Linked DNA regions of Mus musculus: regions 2, 3 and 4 are each linked to region 1. The links are chromatin contacts, called in public promoter capture Hi-C maps. All regions are on one chromosome and are shown on one strand. The core of a region is the stretch at or near the end of the contact, and the rest is flanking DNA. Distances in the headings are between cores, read along the strand shown. Region 1 holds the start of Flt3 (FMS-like tyrosine kinase 3). Region 2 holds the start of Gpr12 (G-protein coupled receptor 12). Region 3 has its middle 19 kb from the start of Gm34700. Region 4 holds the start of 4930573C15Rik (a long non-coding RNA gene).

Region 1 (3,158 bases), core at 325-2,824:
TTGCTATGTAGCCCAGGCTGACTAATGCTCTACCTGCCTCCGCCTCATGGCATTATGGGTGTATAGCAACAAACCCAGCTCTAGAAATTTTTTTAAGTCAATTATTGTAATTGCAAATGTACCAGGACTGGAAGATCTTAGCGTTGGTGTCTTCTCTTTCCATTTTATTAAAGGGGAAAGCCTAAAAGCAAACTAAGCAAACAAAAACCTGGTTTGAAGAAGTGATCTCCCAAGTGAAGGCTGGCCTCTGAGAACTGTCCTGGGATGGGCTGGACCTAAGCTTTGTCTTCTGGTTCCAGATGAATAACCGATAACCACAGATACACATCTCAGCAGCCTGAGCACCACATGTCTCGGAGAGTGAACTCTCCACACCTGGAAGGTTTTGGGTCTGTGTTTCTTTTTCTTTCCCTTTTTCTTTTTCTTCTTCTTTTTCTTTTACTTTTTTTCTTGCTGATGATATAACCCCGGGCCTTGCAAGAGCTAAGCTAGCAATCTACCGGTGAGCTACATCTCTAGCCCCACAAAGCTATCAGATGATTAAAAAAAAAAAAAGATCCATGAATAGGCTGGAGAGGTAGCTGTGTGGGAATTGCCCTCCCTATTAAAGATGAAATGTGCTGCTTTACATATGTATATTTCTCCGTCTGGCCGCTGATCAGTGGACAGTCTCACTGTGGTGTGCAGGAATGTTGGAATGTTTCTTCATGCTCCTGTTGCAATTCCAGAAGTGGAATCCATGCGTCGGGCACCTGACCTTAAAATGCCTAAAGCACCAAGCCCATGTCATTTTCCACAGTGGCTGCCCGGAGGACGTCACTTTGAAGTTTCCCCTAGCGGGAAGGCTGATAGTGCTGTGGACTGAGTGGAGGAGAAACAGTGTTGTTAGTGTGCTTGTATGCTCTCAGGGGTCATGCCTGAAGAGAAAAACGATGAAAAGAATGAGGAGCGGAGGACTGCTGTGATGGAGCGATATTACTGACGTCATTATGGGGAGAGAACTAGGACACAGAGGACAAATGGCTCAGGAGGGTTCCTTCATGGGGAAGCCAGGGCTGCTATCCTGTGCTTTCAATATTCAGCTTGATGCACGGGAAATAATTGTTACCTAGAGACACTATGAGACTAAAAGCCAGAACTAGGAGGTGACAACTCCAAACATCCTTTGAGGTGCACGGTCTAATTTGTTTGGGTGTCTGTTTAACCTCTCTAATTTATTGACCTTGAAACCGCGTCTGCTTTTCTGGGTCGGAGGTGGATGGGAATCTTGGACATCCTATAAGAAAGGACAGGGAGACAAAGAAAATCAGTCCACAATGCAGATCTACCAGATGTGGAATAAAACTCACGGGGTTACCAGTGTATGGCACCGATTCAGTGCCCATCACGGGACATCAAAGATCCCCGCGCATGAAGAAGGAGGTCTGTGTGTCACCACTCTTCTCACCCTTAGGAGTTTAAAGCAGAGGTCCGGGGACTCAACCACGGAGTCCAGGCAACTTCCCCAGCCGAACCGCACCCAGTCTCCCCTGCCGCAGTCCCGGTGCCAGGAGCGCAGGCTGGGGACCACGGCGGGCACGTGGGATCGGCTGCAGCACTGCGCCAGTTCAGCCCGCCTAGCAGCGAGCGGCCGCGGCCTCTGGAGAGAGGTTCCTCCCCCTCTGCTCTGCACCAGTCCGAGGGAATCTGTGGTCAGTGACGCGCATCCTTCAGCGAGCCACCTGCAGCCCGGGGCGCGCCGCTGGGACCGCATCACAGGCTGGGCCGGCGGCCTGGCTACCGCGCGCTCCGGAGGCCATGCGGGCGTTGGCGCAGCGCAGCGACCGGCGGCTGCTGCTGCTTGGTAAGGCCCCTCACCCCCTCTGCACCCCGGCCGAGCGCGCATCACTCCCTCATACCCACCGCGCGCTCCCCTCGCCGCCGCATCACTCCCCTCTTTCACGTCCCCCCTTTCAAGCGGTGAACTTGGCTTTGGTTTGCCCACCCCTGCCCTCACCCTCCTCCGCAGCGCTCCTCTGCAGCTCAGTCCCCAGGCCACCGCGCCTGGGCTTGGGCTTGGATGCTCCGTCAGCCTCTGAGAGTCTTCTTCAGCAGCGCAGGTGGCCCGAGACTCCCTGACCCGACCTCTGGGTACTATAGATTCTCGAGCCGGTGCGTTCTCACCTCTTTGAGATGTAGGCTGACAGAGCAAACTAATGGGAAAACTGCGAGCATCCTCTGCTAGAGCGGTCATCCCTGCTAACGACCCCCACCTGTACCAATTTTCGCTTCACTCAGTGGCTAGTTACTTTGGAAATACTATGCAAAACAGATTTATAAATTTAAAAACTAGCTACCCTTCCCCTCTCCATACTTTTCTTATTTTAGGATTAAACCCTAGTGACACTTTCAAGGACTCCTAGGACTACTCTCCCAAGTTGCCTGTTCGGGTAGAAGCATAGCTGTGATTGAAAATAGTAACTAACTATAGGGGGGAAAGTCCCCATTCTGCCCAGTTCTAATCGGTCTCGCGTCAGCTTTCTGTTTGGGAAGACAAGGGGGTTGGATTGAGTTGGAGTTGGAGACAGTTCTAGAAGTCGGGGGTGGGGGTGGGGGGAGATCAGGCCCTGCCCTAGTTTTGCAGCCTTCTGAGGCACTCCTGGCTTGGCCTCAGTCTGCCCAGTGGCCTATTTCCCCTTCATTTCCAACATTTAGGATTCTGGCTTGAACCTTCCGTGACAAATAGAGAAAACATTTTGCAACATTAAATGAGCAGAAACGGTTTCCAATTACTTTAAAAAAAAAGATGATAAAATTAAAAAATGTAGGCTATAAAGGAAAAGGATGGGGAGAACGCTGTACCTTTCTTAAGCGAGTTGATGCACAGGGACATCTCAAACGCATGGCGTGGCGTGCTTTTCTTTTCAGGCTCTATTAATGCAAAATGGTTAGCTTTGGCTGTGTATGAGATTAGATTAGTGACTTTCCCATAGCAGAGATGATTTTTCTAAAGGGCTAAAGGGTTCTAGGGAAGTAACTCAGAATCAGAGTAGGACTTGCAGCCATGCTCAAACCGCACTGAACTCCTTCGTAGGAAATGTCTTAGTCCCTCTCCAGATTCAAAGCGCAACACATGTGCAAAATCTTCTGTGTCCACTCCCCAGTTGTTATATATCAGT
Region 2 (3,158 bases), core at 173-2,672, 820 kb after region 1:
AACCATTGACCGCTTTTTTTTTAAACAACCTGTTTATTTTATGTATATTAAGTGTTTGCTTGTATTGTGTGTACCTTGTGCATGTAATGCTCCAGGAGGCCAGAAGAGGGCGTCGTATTCCCTGGAACTGGAGTTGCAGATGGTTGTGAGTCACCTTATACGCGCCTGGAACTGAACCCAGGTCCACTGCAAGAGCAGTCAGAGCATGTAACCACTGAGCCACCTCTCCAGCCCCACATTGCTCATTTCCCATTGCTCTGTTCTAAAAATGCTTCCGCTTATTACAAAGAAATGAAAAGAGACAGGAGCATCCCTTCACAGCAGTACCTGCTACCTGGGATAATGTTGATTTTTGTCTTACCACTGGTCCAGGGTGTGTCTGTGAGTGCTAAGATAATGTCTTCGTGAATTTGTTCACGCAGGCTTTCAAACGGTCCTTGACGCAAGTGATGTCTCCTTTCCATACACACGACTATTAAACTCCATAGAACCTCGTTTCTTAAAGTGTGACCCGCAGGTCGGCATCACCAGCATCTTGGGACTGACGCCGGGACCCCAACCCCAGAACTGCTGGTTTCTAAGTCAAGTTTCAGAAGTGTTGCCGCAGGGAATACAGGACTCAGAAAGAGTCCTGGAGCCTTTTGGGGGACATGAGAAGACTCAGCAGAAAACTCAACAGCTCCACGTGTCCCAAAGCAGAATGTCCAGGGAGAGAGTTCAGAAGCAGTGTGAGAGCTCAGGTTGGGCGGAACGGATCTGCTGCATTATGGCAAGGTCACACCGGGTTTAGTGTGTTGCCTTAGTGAGAAAGGGGGAAGGGGCGGCTAGAGGAAGGTTGTAACCAGGGAGGTGAAGGGAGGGTTTTGGTACCAGGAGCATGACACGGTAGAGACAGCTGCTGATGGATGCGCGCGGGGCTGGGGCTGGGGTGGGGGAACATGGGGTAAAAAGAGATCTAAGACTTGGAGCCTGGTAGGCTGGAGTAGGAATTTCAGTGAGACACAGGGGAGGCAGATGCATCTGATGATAACCCCATATGAAGGGTCCTCAGGATCCTTTGCCTTGCACAACATTGAGGTCACACGGAAATAGGACTTTTCTCCTCCCACCTTTAGGCTGGAGAGCGTGATTAAATTTAAGATCTGATCCGGTTCCAGGATGAGAGACACAGGCTAGTCCTTTTCCGGCAGGCAACCTTCAGGATCTTAACCCTAGACTCCGCGGATGAGGTACAGGAAACAATAAATTAATAAGTGTCACTTGGGTACTTAAATGAATTGGGTTTGGGCCAGTGCCTGAAGGAAGCTTTTGCAAGAATGCCCTAAATGATTTCCACTCGCGAACGGCTCCGAGAGTGCCTAATAAGTGCAGCTGGGCGATCTAAGTAGCAGCAGCTCCTATCCAGTTAAGCGAACGTCCCCAAGGGAACAATAATTTGCAGACCGGCCAACTGCAATCTAAGAGAGGGAGTCGCTTGCTGTTGTAAGTCTCCTCCGCCAGCCCTAACCTGCTTACCCCGCATTCCTCCTGTTCATCCCGAAAACCCGGCCGTTTACAATTCTTTAGGGGAAAGCATAAGAAGCCGAGCCCCAGGGTCAAGGGCGCCTCGGGGAAGCCACAGGATCAAAGTAGGTCGCCAGACTCTCCGGCCGTTCGAGTGGGTCTTCGCATGACTGTTGCAGGCGGGCGTCCACGGTGGCGGGCTCCCGCCCCTCACGCAGCTGCGACCTGCGGGGGCGCGCGCAGCCTCGTGGGGTTCCCGCGGATGCGCGCCCGGCGGGGAGCGCGGAGGGCGGAGAGCCGGGCGCGAGCACCGCAGCTCACCTGCCGCGGGCGCCACCACGGACGTGCCACGCGGGTGGCCCGAGCTATTCGGCAGCACTGAAGGAGCCACCCCTCGGCCAGGGCGTGCCAAGGTGACCCCCGGTAACCCCCTGCCCCGCAGGCTGCGCGTCCCCGCTGCTAGGGGAGCGGTGCCAAATGCATGCATATCTTTCTCTCTGTCTGTCTGGGCACCTCTGTGGTACACACCTACCTTTTTTGTAGCCCTTGCACTCTGAGCGGTGCACATGGGAGAGACTGGGACCCCACCCCTTTGTTTGAGTCTGGAGGTGTGTTTGGGGGTGTGCTCGCGCGTGAGGTATGTTTGGGAAGGGTGGGAGTTTGGGGCCCTTAAAATATTCCACCCTCCTGCAGACTTGTGGCTGCTGGGCGGTGCTCTCTCAGCAGCCCAGATGTCAAACAGTTGTTGGTTTTCGGCATGGGAGATGCAATTAGCCAATGTCGGTTTTCAGCGTTTTGGCAAGTGTGCGAGTGTGCATGTGCCGCCTCGGGAGTCCTGATCCGTGTTTCCCTCAGAGACAAACAGCATTTCGGTTGCAGACTTTAGCTTTTGTTTTTAATTCCTGAAGCTCGTGGCATTTTGACACTGATAGCTGAGCCCAGGGTTGTCTGTCTTTCTCTGTGTGTTTTGCATGATCTTGGATTGGCACCCTACTGTACCCAAACATTAAAAAGCCTGTCTTTCCGTTGAAGAGGACAGGGGTTAAAATGAACGAAGACCCGAAGGTCAATTTAAGCGGGCTGCCTCGGGACTGTATAGATGCCGGTGCTCCAGAGAACATCTCAGCCGCTGTCCCCTCCCAGGGCTCTGTTGCGGAGTCAGAACCCGAGCTCGTTGTCAACCCCTGGGACATTGTCTTGTGCAGCTCAGGAACCCTCATCTGCTGTGAAAATGCCGTTGTGGTCCTTATCATCTTCCACAGCCCCAGCCTGCGAGCCCCCATGTTCCTACTGATAGGCAGCCTGGCTCTTGCAGACCTGCTGGCTGGCCTGGGACTCATCATCAATTTTGTTTTTGCGTACCTGCTTCAGTCAGAAGCCACCAAGCTGGTCACCATCGGACTCATTGTCGCCTCTTTCTCTGCCTCTGTCTGCAGTTTGCTGGCTATTACTGTGGACCGCTACCTCTCGCTATATTACGCCCTGACGTACCACTCCGAGAGGACCGTCACCTTTACCTATGTCATGCTAGTGATGCTCTGGGGAACCTCCATCTGCCTGGGGCTGCTGCCCGTCATGGGCTGGAACTGCTTGAGGGACGAGTCCACCTGCAGCGTGGTCAGACCTCTCACTAAGAACAACGCTGCCATCCTCTC
Region 3 (3,158 bases), core at 234-2,733, 720 kb after region 1:
TGCTGACTAGGGCGGTGGCAGCTGTCCCCCAACTTTCCACATTGTTGCCAGGATCAAAGGACAGATTTACCACCTGATAAGATAGGGTGGATAAGACACAGCAGGTCCTGTACTGACTTCTTGCCTGCATGCACTCAAGCAAACAGAACTGACTAGATCTGAAGCCTCCCACCTCCCTTACCTGCAGCCTCTTACCATCAGCCATAGAGACCACTGGGCCTTCCTGGTAATTCTGGCCCCTCCAAGTTGACAGTGAATTTCCCCCTCTTTGTCAACATTTTAGGATGTAAAACACGAAGGGTATCTTTTCAAGACATCAGTGTATCTATACCTTCAGTGATTTTTTTTCCTGGAATTTAAAAAAATACCTGAGCCCTTTAGTCAGTCTCCATTCTGCTGGGGCAAATGACATTCATTTGAAAGCAGGTTCTGTGGAGGGGAGGGGGAGGGTTGAGGGGGAAGAAAAAAGAGAAAGAGTGCATGAAAATAATTTATGGCCAAATAAATCATTTCGAGAGCGTTTATATTTTCAGGTAGAGAAATTGTATTGACTTTACTTCTTGCCATTGTTGACTTTGCTACAACTGCCCTAACAATCGTTGACAATGCCCTTTTAATTTGTGTCATTACAATTGAACACTGGGAACTCCCGTTATTGCTAGAAGCCTTTAAAAATGGTTTTGTTATTCTTCTCTTCTCTTTTCCTTTCCTTTCTTTCTTTATTTTAAGAAAAAAAAATCCCCCCTCCATCCTTTTAACCCAGTTGGCCTGCTTACATTACAGGGACAGGAGTGGGCATGGGGGTAGACAGTACAGACACAGGGCACAGTCAGACATGGACCATGAGACACCTGCCTATTGAGGCAATAATTTGGAGGAAGTGAGGGGTGTTTAAGCACCAAGGCTGCCTCAGCAGACTCCCCTTTTTTTAGTCCTAGGAAGGTCACACAGTAGGTGCCCAGGAACCCTGCAGTTTTCTGTGTTGCACTTCCCACACTCACTCCCTTCACCCCACCCCAAGGTGCCCCTGAGCCCTGAGCACCCTGAGTTTTCTCTGCTGTGTCTTCCTTGAGCCTTCAGCAAGGCTGGCTCCTCCCCGCTCTGTGTGTCTCCCTTTTTGGAGCACTTACTGTGTGCCAGGCAACACAAGTAAGAAACTGTCAAGACTGACTGTATGCTCCAGGTAGAGAATCTTAACACTGCCCACTGCTTAGAGGGCATCGGGAACAAACTCTTGGTCTAGACAGAGAGAGGTTGGTGCCCCTGAAAGATGTAGGAGCTGGGTGTGGTGGCACACACGCGTGGAACCCCAGCACTTGAGAGGTAGAGACTGGAGGGTCAGGAGATCCTCATGTGGAGGCCATGACTCCTTTCAAGAGTCAAGTGTTGAGCTCAGGAGCACAAACACTGGACCCGAGGCCCTTCCCCAACACAGCTGCACAGCTGTGGGCCACAGTGCAGAGCCAGGGTCCCCAGGGACAGACGGTCTACTGGTTCCTCTTTCCTGCCCCCGAAAACACAGAACACACTTCCCTCCAGGGTCCCCTGAACCAGTGGTTTTCAGCTGTCCTGATGCTGCGACCCTTTAATACGGTTCCGCATGTTGTGGTGACCCCCCCCTCCCCCCCAACCATAAAATTAATTCCGTTGTTGCTGCTTTATAACTGTAATTTTGCTACTGTTATGAATCTCAATGCAAATATCTGCTTTACAGGATATCTCATATGTGACCCATTTGAAAGGGTCGTGACCCACAGGTTGAGAACCTAGACCCTCACCCTCTCAAGTAGTAGGAAGGCAGAGAATGGTGCGCTTCTGTGTAGAGGGACCACAGAAGGCTCCCAGACCCATCCTGGTCTAAAGGAAATAGCCTGCAAGAACAGAGGCAGCGGAGTTCAGACTTCATGGAACCAGCTTCCTGTGGTCCAGTCCAGGGAGACTGCTCTTGGGATTGGGTGGGGTGGGTGCTGGAGGAGGCTAATTATCTATGAAATTGCTTCTGAAACACTATCAGCCCTGATTATTGGCCACACGGTTGCATCCTTAAATCAGAGAGTGGTAGGTTTTCTTTCCTTCTTTTACAGAGCTGTAAAAAGTCTATGAGCTAGTTGGGCCTGCCACCCTCCCCGCTCCCGCTGTCTCTCTGTTTTATCAATATTGCCATAATTTGACACTTGTGAATAGGGGAAGATTGTAAAGTGTCCGTAGATCCCGTAAACCGTACTAAATACAGATTAGTATTACAACTAAGTTTAAACCCTAGTAAAAGATAATTAAGTTGATGGATGTGGCTGTAAATCTCCCTTTTATCAAGGGCTCGCTCGTGCGGGAGCAGCCTCTAGCTTATTATTTTACAGCATCATTAATGCCTTGGCAGTACCAGTATCTTCCATGGATGCTGCTGCCGGCTGAGCGAGGAGACGGTGGGATGTGCCATGTGGATGCACAAAGCCCTGTGAGCTCCTGCCTTCTTTTCTTTCTACTTTAGAACGGTGCGTGGTTGCGGCGTGACTGCACATGCAGGGGGCTTGCCTGGTGCTCACTGCTAGGCCAGCGGCTCAAGGGCATCTCCCCACCGTAACTCCAGATTACCTTAGGGGGTCCTGGGTACATAAAGACTACCGTATCCAATGCTCAGTTTCCTGACACTTAATCTGGGGCCGCTGCTTGCTACAGAGATGCTTTCCTTTGTGGCCCAGTAATACTGAGCTAGTGAAAAGAAAATGGCTAAACTATGATTAAGGAGGGTCCTGACACAAAAAAGTGTCCTTAAGAGTCACAGGATTTCCCAAGATGGTGCTGTCTCACCTGTCTTGACAGGTTCCTCTCACAGCCGGGCAATGGGAGTTTTTTTCTCTTTTTGGCAAGCTTCAGTGTTGACTTGAGAGTAGAGTGGTTGGCTGGCCTAGTGAAGCCCTGGGGCCGCCCCTCTTTGAGGACACATCTCTGGGACTGCTTGTTCAAGTGTTGCTAGTAGAGGACCCCCCAACCCTACTCCATCTTGCCCTTGCCCACAGAATGACTTAATGAGACTCCTTCAAGAGCAGAATCAGCAAGAGGCAAGGAACGCTATCTGGGGCTGACTTTTGGTCCTGAGTTGGCGCTTGCTAACAAGACATCTGGGTGGCAACCCAAAGGTGGCTCTCCCTCTGTCTGGT
Region 4 (3,158 bases), core at 245-2,744, 700 kb after region 1:
TGTGAATTTTGGGTCAGCCTGGACTACATAGCAAGACCTTATGTAGTAATATAATAATAATAATAATAATAATAATAATAATAATAATAATAGCAACAACAACAACTCATCAATGAAACACTATACACAGCCAATACACAAAGATATCAAAGACATAATGTTGAATGATAAAAAGCCAGAGACTTAAGGGTACCCTGGCTGTGAATACGTTTATTTAACTTCTAAAACCAGATACCACAAATCTACAGCGCTAGACGTTCAGATAATACTTCTGTCGGAGCAAAAGGCTGAGGGGATTGACTGACTGAGTGTGGGAAGGGGATGGGGACACCAGGACACAGGAACGCTCTTCACCAACGATTGTCTGGCTGCTGCATGCACAAACATGTACACACACAACATTCTGTTAGAATGTGTGCATCTTACTATCCACATGACACCAATTTAGAAAGAAAGAAAGAAAGAAAGAAAGAAAGAAAGAAAGAAAGAGAGGGGGGAGGGAGGGAGAGAGAGAGAGAGAGAGAGAGACCATCCTTTTTAGCCACTGAGTAATATCACTGACTGGTTGTCTGCTGGTAGCATGGAACAAAGCCATAGGACAGATTCACCCAGGTACTCAATCAGCCCTTGGGCCTGGGTCAATGGGAGTGGCTATCTGCACATCTCATTTTAGCCCTAGATTTAAAAATTAATTACGTTTGTTTGTCTCCTAGGCACCACTCTTTAAAACAGTAACAATGTGGGCCAGAGAGATGGCTCAGTGGTTAAAAACACTGGCTGTTTTCACAGAGGATCTGGGTTGGGTTTCTGGCTCTCAGTTGGCACACAACCATATTAATCTCCAGATCCAGGGGGAATCTGATGCCCTCTTCTGGCCTCCTTGGGTACTGCATGCATGTGTTGCGCATAGCCACATACAGGCAAACATTCATACACGTAAAATAACCATCCCTTCATCGTACACATAAAATTGTACACATAAAACCACCCCTTCATCATACACATAATATAAAAATAATGATAAAAATCATTTTTAAAATTACAGCAATCTTTGTCCCAGCTGCCATGTGGCCCCTTTCCTAGTTTGGGGAAGGGGGCCTTCAGATTCCTTGAGAAATTCTCATTGCCCTGTGACTCTCTTACTTATGGTAGAAGTGGGGCCAGCCAGACCCTGCTGTCGTTAGCATCAGGTTGAATGGAGACGGAACGGAGCTCTGAGAGAGCTAGCTCCAGGAATGATCAATTCTCAGACATCCACTTTCCAGGAAGTGGAAGGCCTCTGGTCTGCCACGGGGCTGTGCTGGCTTGAGGGCCACTCGGGCTAAGCTGGGTATGGAAGATACTGATTACAAAGCCATTTGTAACCCGTGGTTGGGTAATATAACCATCCCTTCCTCAGCGTGCTGGCCACAGTTCTCTGCCAGGCCAGGAGTTATGGGTTTTTTATTGGTGCTACAGGGGTGATATTTGAGCAGCCTTAGCGCTTAGTCATTTCTGGTTATCAGTGAACTGTAATGTTTCAAACTGCCGGGGGGATGGTCAGAGATAAACTTGGGCCAGCTGCAGACTGAGTGGCGCCTGTGACTGGCTTCACGTGTGTTGTGGATACTCTTTCTATACATCTCTTTCCTCTTTCTCCTCCTCCTCCTCTACCCTTTCCTCCCCTCCTCCCCTTCTCCTTCTCCCCCTCCTCCTTCTCTACCACCAGCACCACCAACTCCCCCCTTCTTTTTAATAAGTTGTGGGATGATACATCATTTTTTTTAACCTAGACATATGTATAATGAAAAAAAAAACCCTCAGATGCAAAGGTGAGAGATGGTCCTATTGACAGCTGTTTCCTTCTTTGCTTTTCCTTCTCTCTTGCTTCTCAGTCATTTGGCCTAGAACAAGTGGATTTGGGGGACAGAATTGACCAGAAAAAAAAATTTTTAAGGCAGTCAGTTCAGGGCTGGAACAGGGCATGTCTCTTCAGATTTCTGAGCTCAAGGCCAGCCTGGTCTACAGAGTGAGTTCCAGGACAGCCAAGGATACACAGAGAAACCCTGTCTTGAAGCCCGCCACCCCCCCCCCCAAAAAAAAGAGAACCAAATAGACTTTGTAGCCACATCAGTCTCCTAGGTACATCACAAGGGCTGCAGGTACAGATGTTACATCGTATCCAAACAAGATGATCTCTGAGGTCCTCTAACTGCCCCGGGAAGCACACTGAAACGTCTCCAGGGGAATCTGCAGGGTAGCTCATGTTTGTGTCAGTTTGATCTCTAGCGAAGGGCATCTGGATCCTTCCTCGAGAAAACCGAGAAAACCATGGTGTGGCAGGTGAGGACCCTGAATGTCTTTAACGGCAGCACTTGAGAGGCAGAGGCAGGAGGATCTCTTTGAGTTTGAGTGCATCCTGCTCTACGTAGCATGTCCCAGACTATCAGGGGGTTACACAGTGAGACTCCCAAAGTCTTCCCCTTGACCTGCAGAGGTCTCTTATTTTATTTCAATGGTGTCTCTCACTTATGTACCTAGTAGTGCATTTGGTTGTAAGGGAGTGAGAAAAATTCCACTCTCTACAGTTAAAGGGGAAAGTCTGGCAGCTGCAAAGGGGGGAAGCAGGTCTCCAAGCAGGTCTCTGAACGTAGGGTACTGACAAGATCGTTGGACACTTTAAACCATTCATACCATTCCTGGGGCTTATGGGAACCCCTTAAACAGCACCTTTTCTCTTTGCCTTTACCCAAATAATATCTTAAAATAACCTCTGTTGCACCCCTAGTGCCAGGCTGAGTCTGAGTAGCCATCAAGGCAGACAGGCATCCAGCCATCAGGGATGGTGGTAAGCGGCTGGTTGGTGGGCTCACGTAATCACGAGACTCTCTTACCCCAGCAGTATCAGGCCGTTTCCTGGTGATATTTTTGACTTTTGGGGGATCTGTTGGAAGACTGGATTCACAGCTGTCTTCCATGTACTGTGCAAGACCTTAGTACTGGGAAACTTTTGGGTGCTGTCCTTTTGTTTAAGATGGTGGAAAGAAGCAACTCTGACCTCAGGTCATCCCAGATGTGCGATCTGACCAGGGTTCAAAACCGGCTGTGGGACTGGGGAGGCGACTCAGTCAAGAAAGTGTTTGCTATAAAAGTATGGGGGCCTGGGTTCGATCCCCAGT

The links. Promoter capture Hi-C pulls out the DNA fragments that hold promoters and counts their contacts.
Region 2: a promoter capture Hi-C map of pre-B cells shows a contact between it and region 1. The contact joins the promoter of Gpr12 here to the promoter of Flt3 in region 1. A contact is called at or near these places in 4 of 39 promoter capture datasets (hippocampal neurons, liver and pre-B cells).
Region 3: a contact with region 1 is called in a promoter capture Hi-C map of pre-B cells, with 5 times the contacts expected there. The contact joins the enhancer-like site here to the promoter of Flt3 in region 1. A contact is called at or near these places in 6 of 39 promoter capture datasets (cranial neural crest, embryonic stem cells, hematopoietic stem and progenitor cells and 3 more), 2 of 484 Hi-C or Micro-C datasets (B cells and the HPC-7 cell line), 2 of 115 datasets of contacts at active chromatin or transcription factors (large pre-B cells and pancreatic cancer cells) and 3 of 9 other capture datasets (adipose tissue, liver and pancreatic islet).
Region 4: a contact with region 1 is called in a promoter capture Hi-C map of hippocampal neurons, with 5 times the contacts expected there. The contact joins the promoter of 4930573C15Rik here to the promoter of Flt3 in region 1. A contact is called at or near these places in 6 of 39 promoter capture datasets (the 3T3-L1 cell line, cranial neural crest, hippocampal neurons and 2 more), 3 of 115 datasets of contacts at active chromatin or transcription factors (acute myeloid leukemia, large pre-B cells and pancreatic cancer cells) and 4 of 9 other capture datasets (adipose tissue, embryonic stem cells, liver and 1 more).

The regions. Positions count from the first base shown.
Region 1 is chr5:147,398,905-147,402,062 of GRCm38.p6, reverse strand. Flt3 (FMS-like tyrosine kinase 3) reads left to right here and starts at 1,574. Exons shown (of 24, transcript NM_010229.2): 1 at 1,574-1,843. The coding sequence starts at 1,798. It overlaps Gm26597 (predicted gene, 26597), which reads right to left and starts at 2,509. Exons shown (of 2, transcript NR_165432.1): 1 at 2,164-2,509; 2 at 144-1,276.
Region 2 is chr5:146,583,503-146,586,660 of GRCm38.p6, reverse strand. Gpr12 (G-protein coupled receptor 12) reads left to right here and starts at 1,422. Exons shown (of 2, transcript NM_001359056.1): 1 at 1,422-1,916; 2 at 2,536-3,158. The coding sequence starts at 2,551. Gm34333 (a long non-coding RNA gene) reads left to right here. Exons shown (of 4, transcript XR_377206.1): 4 at 1-45.
Region 3 is chr5:146,680,011-146,683,168 of GRCm38.p6, reverse strand. No RefSeq gene overlaps it. Among named protein-coding and RNA genes, the nearest start is that of Gm34700, 19 kb to the left of the region's middle. Within about 2 kb of position 1,483, at least 51 of the 459 cell types and tissues checked have an H3K27ac peak or open chromatin away from gene starts, as enhancers often do. A contact at or near this core is called in B cells and pre-B cells, where this site is marked.
Region 4 is chr5:146,702,173-146,705,330 of GRCm38.p6, reverse strand. It overlaps 4930573C15Rik (a long non-coding RNA gene), which reads right to left and starts at 1,494. Exons shown (of 2, transcript XR_868703.2): 1 at 1,144-1,494.